2 separate regions of the Rattus norvegicus genome follow, and region 2 is linked to region 1. A link is a contact called in public Hi-C data. All regions are on one chromosome and are shown on one strand. The core of a region is the stretch at or near the end of the contact, and the rest is flanking DNA. Distances in the headings are between cores, read along the strand shown. Region 1 holds the start of Gltpd2 (glycolipid transfer protein domain containing 2). Region 2 holds the start of Zfp3 (zinc finger protein 3).

Region 1 (7,622 bases), core at 1,770-4,269:
AGCCATTTCTCTAGCCCCCAATGTTGACATCTTAAAGAATCACCTTGGGGCTGGAGAGATGGTTCAGTGGTTAAGAGCACTGACTGCTCTTCCTAAGGTTCTGAGTTCAATTCCCAACAACCACATGGTGGCTTACAACCATCTGTAATGGGATCTGATGCCTTCTTCTGGTGCGCATGAAGACAGCTACAGTGTACTCATACATTAAAAATAGATAAATCTTAAAAAAAAAAAAGAATCACCTTTTGCTGGGAAGTGGTGGCACATGCCTTTAATCTCAGCACTCAGGAGGCAGAGGCAGACACATCTCTGTGAGTTCAAGACCAGCCTGGTCCGCAAAGCAAGTTCCAAGACATCTGGGGCTACACAAGAAAAAAAAAACAAAAAAACTCAGTGTAAAAAAAAAAACCAAAATAAAACAAAACAAACAAACAAACAAACAAAACCAAAAAAGCAAACAAACAAAAGAATCACCGTTTTTTGTAGTTCAGTGACAGTGCAATTGTAAGAAAGGAAAAGATAATCCAGAAGATACATAAGACTCATTTAGACAATGAAACTTGGGAAATGTGGGGAGTAGTCAGATTTCCATAGATTCATTGTTGGTATGGGGAGAGTCAGTTTAACAAGATTTTGGATCTGAGGACCTGGAAAATAGAATTCCTTACTGAGCTAATGTGACAATGAAGGTAATATTTTAGAACAAAGCATTAGAAACTCAGTCTGAACCTGTCAGGTGTGCTATGCCTAGTTGACATCCAAATGGAAATGCCAAATATCCCATTGATACATAGCGTTCTGGAGTTCAGAAGAAAGTCGATTTGAGGTACAATTTGGGAGTTAGTCTAGGAAATGGTTTCTTTCTTTCACATAAACTTGTGGAGGAGTGCCTGATGGTGAGAGGCTTTAGGTTGGAGCAGAACGCAGAAGGAAATGCACTTCTGGTGGAGGAAGGTAGAATTCAGGCCGGACATGCTGCGTTGGCTGTGTGGAGGGCAGATCTGGACTGAGACTTGGGATAGAGCTGGCAACTGAAGCCGTGGAGCAGCTGAAACGAGCAAGGGGAACATGAGGCTTTCAGACACAGAGAACAGGCATATTCCCACATTCCTCCCCCTTAAGCTAGCTCTACAGTCACCATACACAACGCCGAATGCCGACAGTTATTAGAAAATTCTTTTTTTAAACATTTTCTTTCTCTTTCTTTTTTTAGTTTTTTTCAAGATTTATTTTATGTATGAGTACACCGTTGCTGTCTCCAGACACACCAGAAGAGGGCATTAGATTCCATTACAGATGGTTGTGAGCCACCATGTGGTTGCTGGGATTTGAACTCAGGACCCCTGGAAGAGCAATCAGTGCTTTTTTTTTTTTTTTTTTTTTTTTTGGTTCTTTTTTTCGGAGCTGGGGACCGAACCCAGGGCCTTGCGCTTCCTAGGTAAGCGCTCTACCACTGAGCTAAATCCCCAGCCCGGCAATCAGTGCTCTTAACCGCTGAGCCATCGCTCCAGAATTCTTTATTCTTCATTGCTTCTTCCAGCTTCCCAAGGTTGAAGATGAAAGGCCCTCGTACATTAACTTGGGCCGCCCTGTTGGGGGCGGGCCTTAATTGTGGTGACGTCACGGAGGAGGACCACTATCCAAGCCGCCCGTAACTATGAGTACCTAGATCCCACCCCAGAAAAGCCTTCCTGTTCAGTCTCAGGTCGTCGCGGTATCAAGCCAGCTGAAGCAGGCCGTGGCTGGCCAGGAGGCCCTGGGTACGATTGTACACATCCTCCAGGACGCGGGCGGCCCGGGCCAGAGCAACCCGCGCGTCCGCCTCTCCGGTTCCAGGACACGCCAGCTGGAGCAAGCGACTGCGGCTCGGGAGGGTCAGGATCGCCAGGCGAGCGGCCTGACGGATAAGCCATGGATGGTACGGGGCTAGGGCGGTGCTGTAGGCGTCCCTACACTGCGCGCCAGCCTCTGGACCTCCGAGCTTCCCAGTCGCCACCCTATGGAGGCAGAGCTGGGACCAGCGCAACGCGCGGTGCAGCAAAAGCAGCGTTTGAGAGCCGGAGGGCCTCGCTAGGTGCCGGGGTGTGGTCCCCGGACGCTCTAGCAATACTGCTCGCCGTTCCCACGTCGCCATAGTCACCAGCGATGTATAATGTGAAGCATCAGGGCCGTGCACATGAGCCTCGAGGGCGGTCACCTTGTTGGAGGCCTCGCTGGTGGCAAAGGCGAAGACAGAGCCAAGGGGGGTTAGGAGCCTGTTTGGTAGTGAAGTGGGGAGATGACTTGAGAAAGAGCATAGAATTATTTCGGAGAAGATGGGCTTGGGGGAGGGAGACCACTCACCTAAGTAGTTCTCGCCAACCTGCCAGATACTGAGATAACTCCACATCGCCTTCAGGGCTCATACAGGCCAGGAAAGGGCTCACCATGCGACCCAGCAACCCATGAGGCCTCAGACAGGGAGGTTCTTCCTTCTCTGGGACCACTAGGGGTCTCAATGCTGGGCCAATCTGGGAGATAGATATAAGAGATACATGAAAAGTTCCTAGCCTGCTAAGCCTACTTAGCTGGGGTTCCTCCTGGTTTTTCTTCGCGTCTGAAGGGGGAAGGGAAAAGAGAGCCTCCTATCATTAGATTCTCAGTCTGGTTCCCCAGTTTCCTTGTTCGAGAGTCCCCAGACTCTGGCCTTAAAACTCAAACATACCTGGGAAGGTAGCGCTCTCTCTGGATTGCAGGACTGCACCCCAGGCCTGCAGCCTGGTAAAACACCTGAGGTGACAGGAAGCAGAGAGGTGAGGGCTGGAGAAGGAGAAGAGAGCTTGAGTTCCCACAGGCCGGACTGCTGAGTTCTTTGAGCTGGCAACTCAAAGGGCCACTCATGGAAGAGCCATACACTGATATAAAGAAGTAACAGCGTGAAGATAGCGAAAGGGATTGCATGGCGGAACCAGCGTCCCAGGGCTGGGGACAGTGAGACCCCCAGGACCATGCTGGCACACCTCACCTAGCTAGGTGGTGGCCTTTCTCTTCCCGTGGTGTCCAGAGGTGCAGAGGGTTAATAATTAATCTATTAAGGCCCCCTCCCCTGTGTCCTTTGCCCTAGAGGTCAGATCCTGGGGTGAGAGACCTAATGAAGATTTGGGGGACATAGTGTGTGACCGGTCTCTGCATTGCCTTTACCTGTGGGGCTAGCTTGTAGTAAGAGGTGGCCTCTTGTGAGTTCTACTTAAACTCTGGGCACCAATCCACTGTAAACTGCGGATAATGAGTCTTTGTAAGTCTCATGTGAGGATCAAGTGTTAACCCCTGTGAAAACATTCCAAGTGGAAAGCTGATCACAGTTGCCCAACACATCTTCCTGGTTAAGGCAAGGTGATGGGGCATTAGACTCTCTTCTTTTACATTCTTACTGAGAGGTCCTGAAACCTTGGGAGTAAAAATTGCAATTCCCCAGGAAGCATACCGGGCTTCTCAGAGGGAGCCACTGACCAAGAGCCTTGAGTCAACGATGCCCTGACTTAGGTAGGATAGTTGGGAGCTGAGTCAGCTCCTGGACACACCGAGCTGGAGGAGATAACAAGGCCAGAACTGAGCCGGTTTCCAAAATTCCTCAAGGTCTCACCAATTATAGCAGAACTAACAGCAACCAATGAAAACGGTACTAATGTTACTACTGTGAGCCCTACCAATCATGTTAGAGGTTACCTAATCCTTCTGGAAAATTGCCCTAGACCTGCCTAAAAGGGGACCTCGCAAGCTCCTCAAGTTGTTGCCATTTTGTCGTGGCCCCTGCGTGCCGGTAATTTCTGCAGAATAAACGCTCTTTGCCCTTGCATACTATTTGAGTCTGAGGTCTCCCTTCAGCGATTCTTAGATGTCATGATTTAATTTTTTTGAGCTTCACATTAGCTTTCATTCATTAACTCAATCGTTACTTTCCCATGGTAGACCCCCGCCCCCCAGAATACAAAAGCATTCTCATAGCTGGCCACAGTAGCCCATGTAACCTTAGGTATTTGGGAGGCTGGAGTAGGAATATTAAAAGTTCAAGGCCAGCCTGGGTAACTTATCTAGACTCTGTCTTAAACATTTTTATAAAAAAGACCATTTCAACTCCAGTAATAATGTTTAGAGGTGCTCAGCACAGCCCAGTATTTGGTATAGCATTGTCTGTAATACAGACTCTTTTTTTTTTTTCGGAGCTGGGGACCGAACCCAGGGCCTTGCGCTTGCTAGGCAAGCGCTCTACCACTGAGCTAAATCCCCAACCCTGTAATACAGACTCTTAACAAAAAATGTCTATCCAGAACCCTTGTAACAGAATTGTTAATCTTTATTCAAAGAAACTTAGGAAAGCACCAAAATCCACATAAGGCGCATGCCCAGGCTGACTTCGAGGAGTTTGTGCTCTGAGATCTAAAGTCCCTGTGACATTGCCTAAAACAACAAAACTGTAGCAGTGTATATGGTGATCCCACTTGTGCTAAATGTGTCCATGACAGGTTCTAGTGCATTTTCCTTATTGAGGAGCAGAAAACCAGTGTGTAAGTTTTGAAGGCACAAATACAGAGTCAGAAAAATAAATATCAAGCTTTTTAAAATAATAAAAATCGGGGTTGGGGATTTAGCTCAGTGGTAGAGTGCTTGCCTAGGAAGCGCAAGGCCCTGGGTTCGGTCCCCAGCTCCGAAAAAAAAGAACCAAAAAAATAAATAAATAAATAAAAATCAAGCCTTGTTCTGTGAAAAATTAAGAAAAAAGTATAAAATGGGTTAGGGATATAGTTCAGAGTAGAGTGTCTTCGTACAATGTGCAAGACTGTAGGTTCAGTCCCAATACCGTGTGTGTTGTGTGTGTGTGTGTGTGTGTGTGTCTGTGTGTGGTGTGTGTCTGTGTGTGGTGTGTGTGTGTCTGTGTGTGTGTGGTGTGTGTGTGTCTGTGTGTGTGTGTGTAGTGTGTCTCTGTGTGTGGCGTGTGGTGTGTGTCTGTGTGTGTGTGTGTGGTGTGTGTGTCTCTCTCTGTGTGTGTGGTGTGTGTGTGTGTGCGCCTGTGTGCTGGAGTGTGAGCTGTGGTGAAGACAGGTACTTTCTCCCTCTGTGTACTTTGAGGATTGAATCCATGACTTTATGGATGCATTGGGTTGTAAGTGTCATCAAACCCCACCTTTCCTCCTTCCCCTTTTTATTCTCAAGACAGGATCTAAACTGTTCAGGTTGACTCATTTTATTTATTTGTTTGTTTGTTTGTTTGTTTGTTTGAGACAGGATCTCTTTACATAGCCCCAGTTTCTTTTATTCATTCATTCATTCATTCATTCATTCATTCACTTACTTAACTTACTTGTTTGTTTGTTGAGACGGAGTCTCTCTACATATCCCTGGCTGTCCTGGAACTCACTATATACATCAGGCTGGCCTCAAACTCACAGATCTGCCTGCTTCTACTTCCTGAGTGCTGGGATTAAAGGCGTGCATTATCATGCCCTATATCCCAGGCTGATTTTGAACTTTCTATCCTCTGACTTAGCTATTTGAGCCCCTGTGATCATAGGCAGACTTGAGCCACTAGGCCTGGCCGGGCACCTTACTTTCTTTGGCCATTTGTCGGCATTTAGAATATTTCTTCTTTTTTAAAAAATGTTATTTATTTATTTTTATTTATATGAGTACATTGTTACTGTCTTCAGTCACACACCAGAAGAGGGCATCAGATCCAATTACAGATGGTTGTGAGCCACCATGTGGCTGCTGGGAATTGAACTCATAGCAGTCAGTGCTCTTAAACCACTGAGCCATCACACCAGCCCTAGAATATTTCTTAAACCAAATGCCTTGTAAATAAATATGCGTTAAAGAAACAGAGGAATGTGTATGAGGTCAGCAGATCAGGGGTGGTGCCCCCTAACAAATTTAGCCAAGTTTTGTTTTCTTGTTTTGTGAATTAGGGGTCCATCTGCTGGTCAAAGAAGGAAAGGCATTCTGGGAAAAGATTCAAGACTATTAAGTAAGGCAAGGTAAAGGGGATATAATACCAGAACTCAGGCAGCCAATGCAGAAGATCAAGAGTCCCAGGCCAGCCTTGGCTACATAGTGAATGGCATTTCTTCTGTCTTAAAGAATACAAGAAGCAGAAGAAGAGCAGCCACCTCAGTCCCTGTCCATAAAGTCTTAAAATTATTCCTGTCTCAAAGGATGTGGTGACCCATGCTGATAATCCTAGGACTGAGGCAGGAGGATGGTGGACAATTCAAGGTCAGCCTGGGCTACTGTGTTGGATTGTCTGCCAACTTGACATGAGCTAAAGTTATCTAACAGGAGGGAACCTCAATTAAGAAAATGTCTCCATAAGATATGGCTGCAGGTAAACCTGTAGGACATTTTCTTAATTACTGATTGATGGGGGAGAGACCAGACTGCTGTGGGTGGTGCCCTCCCTGAGCTGGTGGGCCTGGGTTCTATAAGAAAGCAGGCCGAGCAATCCATGAGGAGCAAACCAGTAAGCAGCACCCCTCCATGGCCTCTCATCAGCTTCTGACCCCAGGCTCCTCCCAAGCTAGAGTTCCTCCAGTGGAAGTGTAAGCCAGATAAACTCTTTCTTCCCAACTTGCTTTTGGTCATGGTGTTTCATTACAGCAATAGAAACCCTAAGTAAGACAGCTACACACAGTATTTTAGAACAACCTGGGTTACAGAGGGAGTCCCTGTCTCTCTGGGTATATTTGGTGTCCAAGATTCTCAAGGAATCAGCCACAGCCTTAAAAAGACCTTTTCCGGGGTTGGGGATTTAGCTCAGTGGTAGAGCGCTTGCCTAGCAAGCGCAAGGCCCTGGGTTCGGTCCCCAGCTCCGAAAAAAAAATAAAAATAAAAATAAAAAATAAGCAAGCACAAGGCCCTAGGTTCGGTCCCCAGCTCCGAAAAAAAAAAAAAAAAAAAAAAGACCTTTTCCCAGCCCCTATCCTTCACAGACGTGATCTATGTTAATGGTATTCTTTTTTATGTCCTGTAAATACTGTCATCCTCACACTGTCCCCTGCCTAATCCTGTCCCTGGCAGATTTTTCCTAGGATTGCTGCAGTCTCCAGCTTTGGCTCAGGTGCTGGGATTTCCCTCAGTTCACTGGGGCAGTGGAGGGTTGGGGGGCAAGTCACCCGCAGCTCTCTCGTCTACTAGCTAGGAAATATAATTTCTATCTTATAATCATTGCGACGATGACATGAAATGCCTGAGGAGTGCCTATCACAACCAGCGGTAAGTATTCGGTAAGTGCTTTTTTTTTTTTTTTTTTTTTTTTCCCCCCGGAGCTGGGGACTGAACCCAGGGCGGTAAGTGCTAATTTAAACTCAGTGGCTTCCACTGCCCCTCCTTCCCTAACTCCTGGGGGCCTCAAATCTTCAGGGTTCCTGGATCGGAGCAGATTAGTCTTGAGTGTCACTTAATCTTGGTCATTCTTCCGCAATCTGAGCCATGAAAGGAGAGGGCTGGTATAGAGCTGCAACCTGAATCTTGATGGGGACAGGACGGATATAAATCCAGCTAAATGACCAGATTCACAGGTAATGCAGGATGAAGTTGCAGGCTGAAGCTGGGCTGCTACTGCTGCTGTGGGTGATGAGCTGTGCACACGC
Region 2 (7,622 bases), core at 3,255-5,754, 240 kb before region 1:
TAACACTCGAAATGTAAATAAGAAATACTCAAGTTAAAAAAAAAAGAAAAAAAAAAGAACTTGATCTCTACTGGAACCCTGAAGCCTAGGAACCTCTTTGTTGTCTCCCTCAAAGTGAGCTACAAGCCCCCAGCATCTTCTCATATTTTCCCATGGAGCAAGGAAAGACCCCCAAAGCTAGATCTCTCTCTCTCTCTCTCTCTCTCTCTCTCTCTCTCTCTCTCTCTCTTTCCTGTCAAAATCTGTGTAACTATAAGGATAGATTATGGAGTTGTGGCTATCTTTTTTTGGAACTATGCAAGTCTGGCTGGCCTAAAACTCACAAGATGCCTTTAAATTTGCAGAGATGGCCTGTCTCTACCTCCTGAGCACTGGGGTTAAAGGCCCACAGCCATGCTAAGATTTTGGCTGTCTTCTCTATCCTTGGCATCATTCCATTCTGGAAGCACTGTCTTACAGAAATTCCCTCCTAGTGTCTTTAATCTCAGCGTTTAAGGGGATGAGGCAGAAGGCACATGATTGAAGCCAGTCTGGATTACATTCAGGATGCTGTGTGAAATAAAAATAGAAGAGAATTATTCTTGCCACAAGTGAATGTCACTCAAATACTCAACCAAGAAGTTTTCAGGAGCTGGTATTTCAGTATCTATGGACTTCCCACCTCCCTCTGACCTTCCTTTTCAAATCTTCAGGTCTTCTCTAGTTGCTTATCTTACAGTTTTGGTCTTGATGGATTTTTTTTCTCCTAAGAGTTCTGAAGATCAAATCCAAGACTCAACAACTAAGCTGTACTTCTAGCCCTTCCTTTGTTTTGAGACAGGGTCTCAGTACATAGTCCCAGCTGGCCTAGAACTCTGTATGTAGACCAGGCTGGCCTGTAACATAAAGATCTACCTGCCTCTGCCTCCCAAGTACTGGGATTAAATGCACGTGTCATCACACCCTGTTTATTTTTTATGTTATTTGAGACAAACTCCACTAAGTTTCCAAAGCTGGCCCCCCAACTCACAATGCTGCTGCTTCAGCCCCCCCAGAGTACCTGAGTGCCTGGGATTACAGACATCAGTGTCATGCCTAGCTCAGCACCTTCTAGAGTTTGTTTGTTTGTTTTGTTTTAAAGGAAGTCAGCACTTGGGAAATCTATACCTGCACAAGATATGGAAAATCACTTAATCAGAGTAAAACAAGACAATAAAAGATATGGGAGCTGGGTGTGGTACCCCATATCTGTAATCCTAGAATTCAGGAGGCTAAGGCAGAAAAGTCACAAGTTTGAAGCCAGTCTGAGCTACAATGAGCCCCTATCACAAACAAACAAAACTAACGAAGGGGAAGGGACTCAAATTCAGTCTTCCGCATTATTATATTTACTTTGTATTCTGCCAGTGAATATAATGAGTGTAATTTCTAGGTGTCCTCTCACATAGAAATCAGAGCCACTCTCCACTCATATAGAGGGTCTTAGAAATAAAGCCACACATGAGCCCTCATTCTCATATAGAAGCCCCCAGGGCCTAAATGCATATTCCCCAAGCATTTCCCATCTCTTTGCTAAATCATGAGCTATTCCTGAAGATGGAGGAGGGAGGCTGAAAGCAGTCGGTTTTCATGTTGGGGGATGACAGGCAGACCTCTACCTGGTCTCTACAGCTTAGGATAGGGTCCTCAACTCTGCAAACCTGGACTTGTCTTAGCAAAGCACTGGAGGAGAAAAGTCTCGGAAACCTCATTCGGAAAGTTCTGATGGGCACACCTGCTAACGAACAGCAGCTAATGAAAACTGCATATTTTTGAGCCAGGGTGAACCAAATTCCATTACTCATCTGGCACAAGGCCCACCTCCTCCGGAAGTCCTCACTAACATCTGCAGGAAGGAGCCCTTGGTCCTCCGAAGCCGGGTTTTCCCCTAGTCCCTTTCTCACCTTTCCTTAACTACAGTTTCCATGTTACTTCCTGTTTGTTATGCTTTTCGAAGCTTCCAGAATGAATTATTTCCTACGGCTCACAATGCTCTCCTAATCAAGCCTGTTTCCTTTCCCCACATCCCACCTCACATTCCCCAACAACAACTAGCAGGTGCAGGTGTGCTCAGTATCCTGCAGGCCAAACACTGTCTATTCTTTAAAATGTCTCTGCCTTTGCAAAGAAACCATTCTCACTTCCTGGAATACTGCTGCTCACCTGTGCACTTAGCAAACATCGAGATGCAGCTGATGTGGGCAGCCCCCCTCCATCCTCCTTCTGACCTGCAGGCCCCAACAAGTGTTACTTCTTCATACAGACAATATGCCACCGTATTATGCATTTGCTTTTCTCTAGAGCAGAGGTTCTCAACCTTCCTAATGCCACTTCGACCCTATAATACACATGTTGTGGTGAACCCCGACCATAAAATTATTTTCATTGCTACCTCATAATTATAATTTTGCCGCTATGAATGATAATGTATAGATCTGTGTTTTCCAATGGTCTTAGGCAACCCTATAACAGGGACACTCAGCTCTCAGAGGAGTTGCACTACTCTAGACCATGAACAAGGATGATGTTCTACTCATCTTGTTAATTTCAGTGCTTAGCACATTTCTGATACCTGGTAAATATTAAGTGAGGTTTGTGTGCTATCTGGGTGACAAGTCTGCAGCTGTTTTGAAGGTTAACTGGAGTTTCCATTCATCATTGTCCCTAAAGAGACCAGGGCAGTGTCTGATATTGCTTTTTTATATAAGAATAAGTTCTTAGCCGGGCATAGTGGCACAAACCATTAATCCCAGCACATGGAAAACAGAAGCACGTGGATCTCTGAAAGTCTGAGGTCAACCTGATCTACATAGTGAGCTCTAGACTAGCCAGAGATATGCAGCAAGACCCTATCTCAAAAAAAATCAAACTAAAACAACAAAAGTTCTTTCTCGGGGGTTGGGGATTTAGCTCAGTGGTAGAGCGATTGCCTAGCAAGCGCAAGGCCCTGGGTTCGGTCCCCAGCTCCGAAAAAAAAAAAAAAAAAGGAAAAGAAAAAGTTCTTTCTCCCAAGACATTATTATTTTCCTTCTCTGGTACCCGGAATCAAGGGAACTTCGTCAATTCTGTGCTCAATTCAGTCTCCTTTATGATTGTTATTACTCTTAATTATGTGTAGATGTGTGTTGCTCCATGAGTTACAGATGTGTATGCACATGAGTTACAGATGATATGAGGAGTGCTAGGAACCAAACCGGGGTCCTCTGAAAGAGCGGCAAGTACTGCTGAGCCGTCTCTTTAGTCAATTCTATCGTCTTTCTTTAACCTTAATAAGACAATGTTCTGCCTGCCGGCACAGGTCACAACATGTCACGAGGGCTACTCATTCTAGCAGTATACTTACGGAATGCAATACCAAAGGGGGGCGAGAGAGAGAGAGAGAGAGAGAGAGAGAGAGAGAGAGAGAGAGAGAATATATGAATGTGTGTGTGTGTGTGTGTGTGTGTGTGTGTGTGTGTGTGTGTGTGTGTGTGTGTGTGAGAGAGAGAGAGAGAGAGAGAGAGAATAGGCGTAAGTCGTAGGCATGCCCATATTGGACCCTGCTTCTCCAGTTTCCCTGGCTGACAAGGCCTGGAAGCAGAATTAGTATCGTTCCTGACAGTGCCCAGGCTCCACCCTCTCCGTGTGCAAATGAGTAGGAGCCCCGGGTGCTATAAAGTCCAAGGTCGTACAGCAAACCCCAGTCAGGGGCGAGCCTACAGTCAGGACTCCAGCTCCAAGCTGGGAGCCCCACGCCCTCCTCCCCCGGGCATGACGGAACCAAAGAGGCCTCACCGCTGGCGGATGCCGCCCACGCTCACTCCACTGGGCCTGGGGCGCTGCACCGCGGCGCGCACAGAACCGCAGCTGTCGTCTGGTGTCACGGGCGACCCACACCGGCCACTTCCGGTGCCGGGCGGCACTGCGGCCAATCCGAGAGAGTCCCACTCGCGGGAGGAACAGGTGGCCATCGGGTCCACACCTCCATACCCGTCCCAGCTTTCCCGTCTGCTGCTCTCGCCCTAATTCACTTCATCTTCGCCGGGCCGGGCAGGGGTGGTCGGCTTACGAGAATGTCCCGGTGCACCTTGCGAAACCCACTGCGTCCCCGGACCACTGACGCACAGGGTCCTCCCGGTTTCCTAGAACGGCTCCGGGAATGCACTTCCGCCCCGCAGCAGCCGCTCTGCGCGCCCCTGGCGTTTCCGTGGGCTGGAAAACTTGAAGCTCCGCAACTCTTCCCGCGGGGACGTGTTGAGCAGCGGTATTTGTGCCTTCCCTACCACTTTCCAAGAGTCTGTCAACCGAGGACCCTAGATTTAGGGTGCGCATGTCATCTTCTAGGAGCGAGGGGGGAGACCTGCTTTGAGGTTAGGAAGGCTTCAGGGAGTGATGCTTTGACAAAAATCTCAAGATCGAGTGTGATTTCCGTAGCCTGTTCAGGCAATAGGAACTGCATTATTTGCTGGCCTTCCTGTCTTCTTGAATAAATTTGATCTTTTAGTACAGCACGTATGTGACTATGAATGTGGTGATCCTCCTGCCTCAGCCTTCCAAGTGCTGAAATGAGTGACCATGCCCAGTGAAATAGACCTCTGTGTGTGGGGAGGTTGAGGCAGCGTCCTATTCTGCATCTAGGACTGGTCTTGAATTAATTGTGTATTAATAGTTCAACCTAGCCTCGAATTTAAGGCAGTCCTCCTGCCTCTACTCCCAGGTGTTGGGATTAGAGGCCTAAAATGATATACTTGTGATGGTTTAAATAAAAATGGCCCTCATAGGCCCATAGGGAGTGGCACTATTAGGAGGTGTGGCCTTGTTGGAGTAGGTGTGGCCTAGTTGGAGGAATTGTGTCACTGGAGGCCAGCTTAGAGGTCTCAAGCCCAAACCTGGGTGGTGTGTCACAGTCTCTTCCTACTGCCTGTGATCACATATAGAAAACTCTCAGCTACCTCTCTAGCACCTTGTCTACCTACAGGCTACCATGTTTTCTACCATGATCATAATGGACTAAACCTCCGAACTGTAAGCCAGCCCTAATTAAATGTCTTCCTTTTTAAGAGTTGCAGTGGTCATGGTGTCTCTTCACTTCGATAACATCCTAACTTAACACCCAACTCTAATATGAGCATTTAAACAGAGTCAACTAAAATTATAGGTTGTTGCAGATAGTAGGGCTGCCAATCAAAGGTATTGGTGTAAGACAGGCTAGCCTGAGGGACTCTGAACCCTCATACCTTGTCTCAATGCTGAACTCAAGGTGATCGATTTCCTTTTTGAGGGCCATGTACTGGACATATATCACAATAGTCTGCAGTTAGGCAAACATGGACGCTAGCTCCCACCTTTGGGGCACAGTGGTGGCCCTGGCTTGACTAATCACATGATCCTTCCTTCTAACTGGTCCAGAGGTGAATATTACATAGAAACAGAACTGAACAGTACTTCCTTACTGTTCTTACAGTTGCTATCAGGGAAGAGTAGTGCAGTTTGGGACGACATTGTGAGGAATCTGGTCTTTTCTGAAGTAATGGTCTCTGAAATAGGCCTGAACAGGCTGTCGAGATGGCTCAGCGGTTAAGAGCACTGACTGCTCTTCCAGAGGTCCTGAGTTCAGTTCCCAGCAACAGATGTGGCTCACAACCATCTGTAGTGTGATCTTGGTGCCCTCTTCTGGTGTGTATAAAATAAAAGAAGAAAGAAATAGGCCCGAACAAGGAGATCTGAACAGAGAAAAGGCAGAGGAGGCTAAGGTATAGCTCAGAGGTAGAACACTTGCCTAGAATGTGCTAGGTAGGCCTTAAATTCAACCCCCAGTACTGTAATCCCAATGCTTTAACATATCCTAGTACAGAATACACATGACTAATCCCAAAGGGAGAGATGGGGGCACCGGGAAGAAATAACTGAACCAAAACAAGAAAGCACCAACTTCTCTAGCTCTGTTTCTGGTATAAAAGGAGGCTGTCCTGCCCCTCCAGCTCTGCTGACTGCAAGATGCAGCTCTCCTTGCCCAGTTCTCTTCTCCCTGGCCTCCCTAACAGCATGGGGTTTCCAACACAATGCAGGCTTCACTTTCACAGCTTCACACAGTGGGCTTCAGGGCCTACACAGGGACTATTCTGCCTTACACCAGCCTCAGCAGCTCTTTGAAACCACAGAGGAAGTTCCCATGGCCGCTTTACTCAGGTCTTCATGACCTTAAAGTCAGCGCCATGGGGATGACACTGCCAACTTCAACTGCCAGCTTGGGATGGATGGTGGCCCACTTAGTCACATCTGCAGCAGAATTTGTTTGCCGTTCCTGTCTAGGAACAGAAAGAGAAAAAAATCCTCAGATCTTTTTTATTTACAAATTGGAAGCTTCACCAGAGGGGTCTTGCTCAGTGCAGACAATGGGTCTCCTTAATTTCATTATCTCTCTCAGTACAAGAATTGGGTGTAACTTTATGTTTCCTGTTACTCATGTTTTTCCTCTTCAAATTGTACGTTTTTAAAAAACTGTCTGCCCCATTTGCTGTTTTTCATTGTAATCCACATAAAAGAGTTCTTTCTAACCACAGGACAGATACAGTACTAGGCTGCCTTGAAAACTCCTGTCGTGCACAGAAGGCAGCAACATTAATTTTTTGCCAAAAATATAAGTCTCTAGTCCACTTGCTTAACGTTGCTGCTCTGTGAGACCCCTTGAGCTGGGCCTCCACAGTCTGAAGAGTCATCAGCACTGTTTTCCAAGCTCCCACTAGGACGTCTCATTACAAACATTCAACTGCCTTTCTAGCCCAAAGTTCCAAAGTCTTCTGAATCCTTCAAAAACCAGCGTGACCAGGCTTGCAACAGCCTGAAACCTCGTACAGACTGAAGTTACCTAGGCAGGCCTTAAACTCAATACACCTGAGGTCTGCCTCTACCTCCCAAACCCTAGGATTTCAAGCTTGTGCCGCCATACCTAACTTCACCTGGGAGTCTTTAAAAGTATGGAGTCTTATGCTGTACTGGAGATAGAATGCTAGAAATTTCCTCCAGGAGCCTCCATACTGAGAGTGGATTTGGGCCACACACAGGAGCCCTGAGGAGGGGAGGACTCATTAATCAGCATTTACTCCCTTTATCTTTTTAGTAAGTGGGACATTATTGTGGGAAGGCAGAGATTGGGAATTTGCCCCCACCTGTAAATAAATTGGTGTTTCTATTTCTTTATATGTTATGTCACCTTCTCTTACTGATAGAAAAATATGTCACTGGGCAGTGGTGGCACACTCCTTTAATCCCAGCATTCGAGAGGCAAGGCAAGTCGATCTCTGAGTTCCGTACAGAGTGAGTTCTAGAACAGCCAAGGATACATGGAGAAACCATGTCTCAGAAAAAAAAATAAAAAGGAAGAAGGAAGAAGGGAGAAAGGGAGGGGGGATGGAGGGATGGAGGGAGAGAGAGATCTAGACACCGGTTGCCTTTTGTTTTAACTTTACAGATGATTCTAAGTCAAGGCCAGGATAGAAAGTCAATAACAAACTCTGATCTCCAAACCAGAAACATTGATATCACTTGGGAATTGGCTGCAAACAAAAGTTCTCAGGCCCCTCCTACACACTTTCTGAATCACAGACTTGTGGGATCAAAACACA

The links. A called contact is a pair of places that touch in the nucleus more often than the background predicts.
Region 2: a Hi-C map of liver shows a contact between it and region 1, with 3 times the contacts expected there. The contact joins the promoter of Zfp3 here to the promoter of Gltpd2 in region 1. A contact is called at or near these places in 9 of 12 Hi-C or Micro-C datasets (the A7r5 cell line, the Rat2 cell line, Schwann cells and 5 more).

Annotation. Positions count from the first base shown.
Region 1 is chr10:55,727,596-55,735,217 of GRCr8, reverse strand. It overlaps Gltpd2 (glycolipid transfer protein domain containing 2), which reads right to left and starts at 3,019. Exons shown (of 3, transcript NM_001115030.1): 1 at 2,705-3,019; 2 at 2,344-2,510; 3 at 1,363-2,255. The coding sequence starts at 2,989. The coding sequence ends at 1,718. It overlaps Vmo1 (vitelline membrane outer layer 1 homolog), which reads left to right and starts at 7,561. Exons shown (of 3, transcript NM_001191823.1): 1 at 7,561-7,622. The coding sequence starts at 7,561.
Region 2 is chr10:55,973,909-55,981,530 of GRCr8, reverse strand. Zfp3 (zinc finger protein 3) reads right to left here and starts at 4,504. Exons shown (of 2, transcript NM_001109034.1): 1 at 3,793-4,504.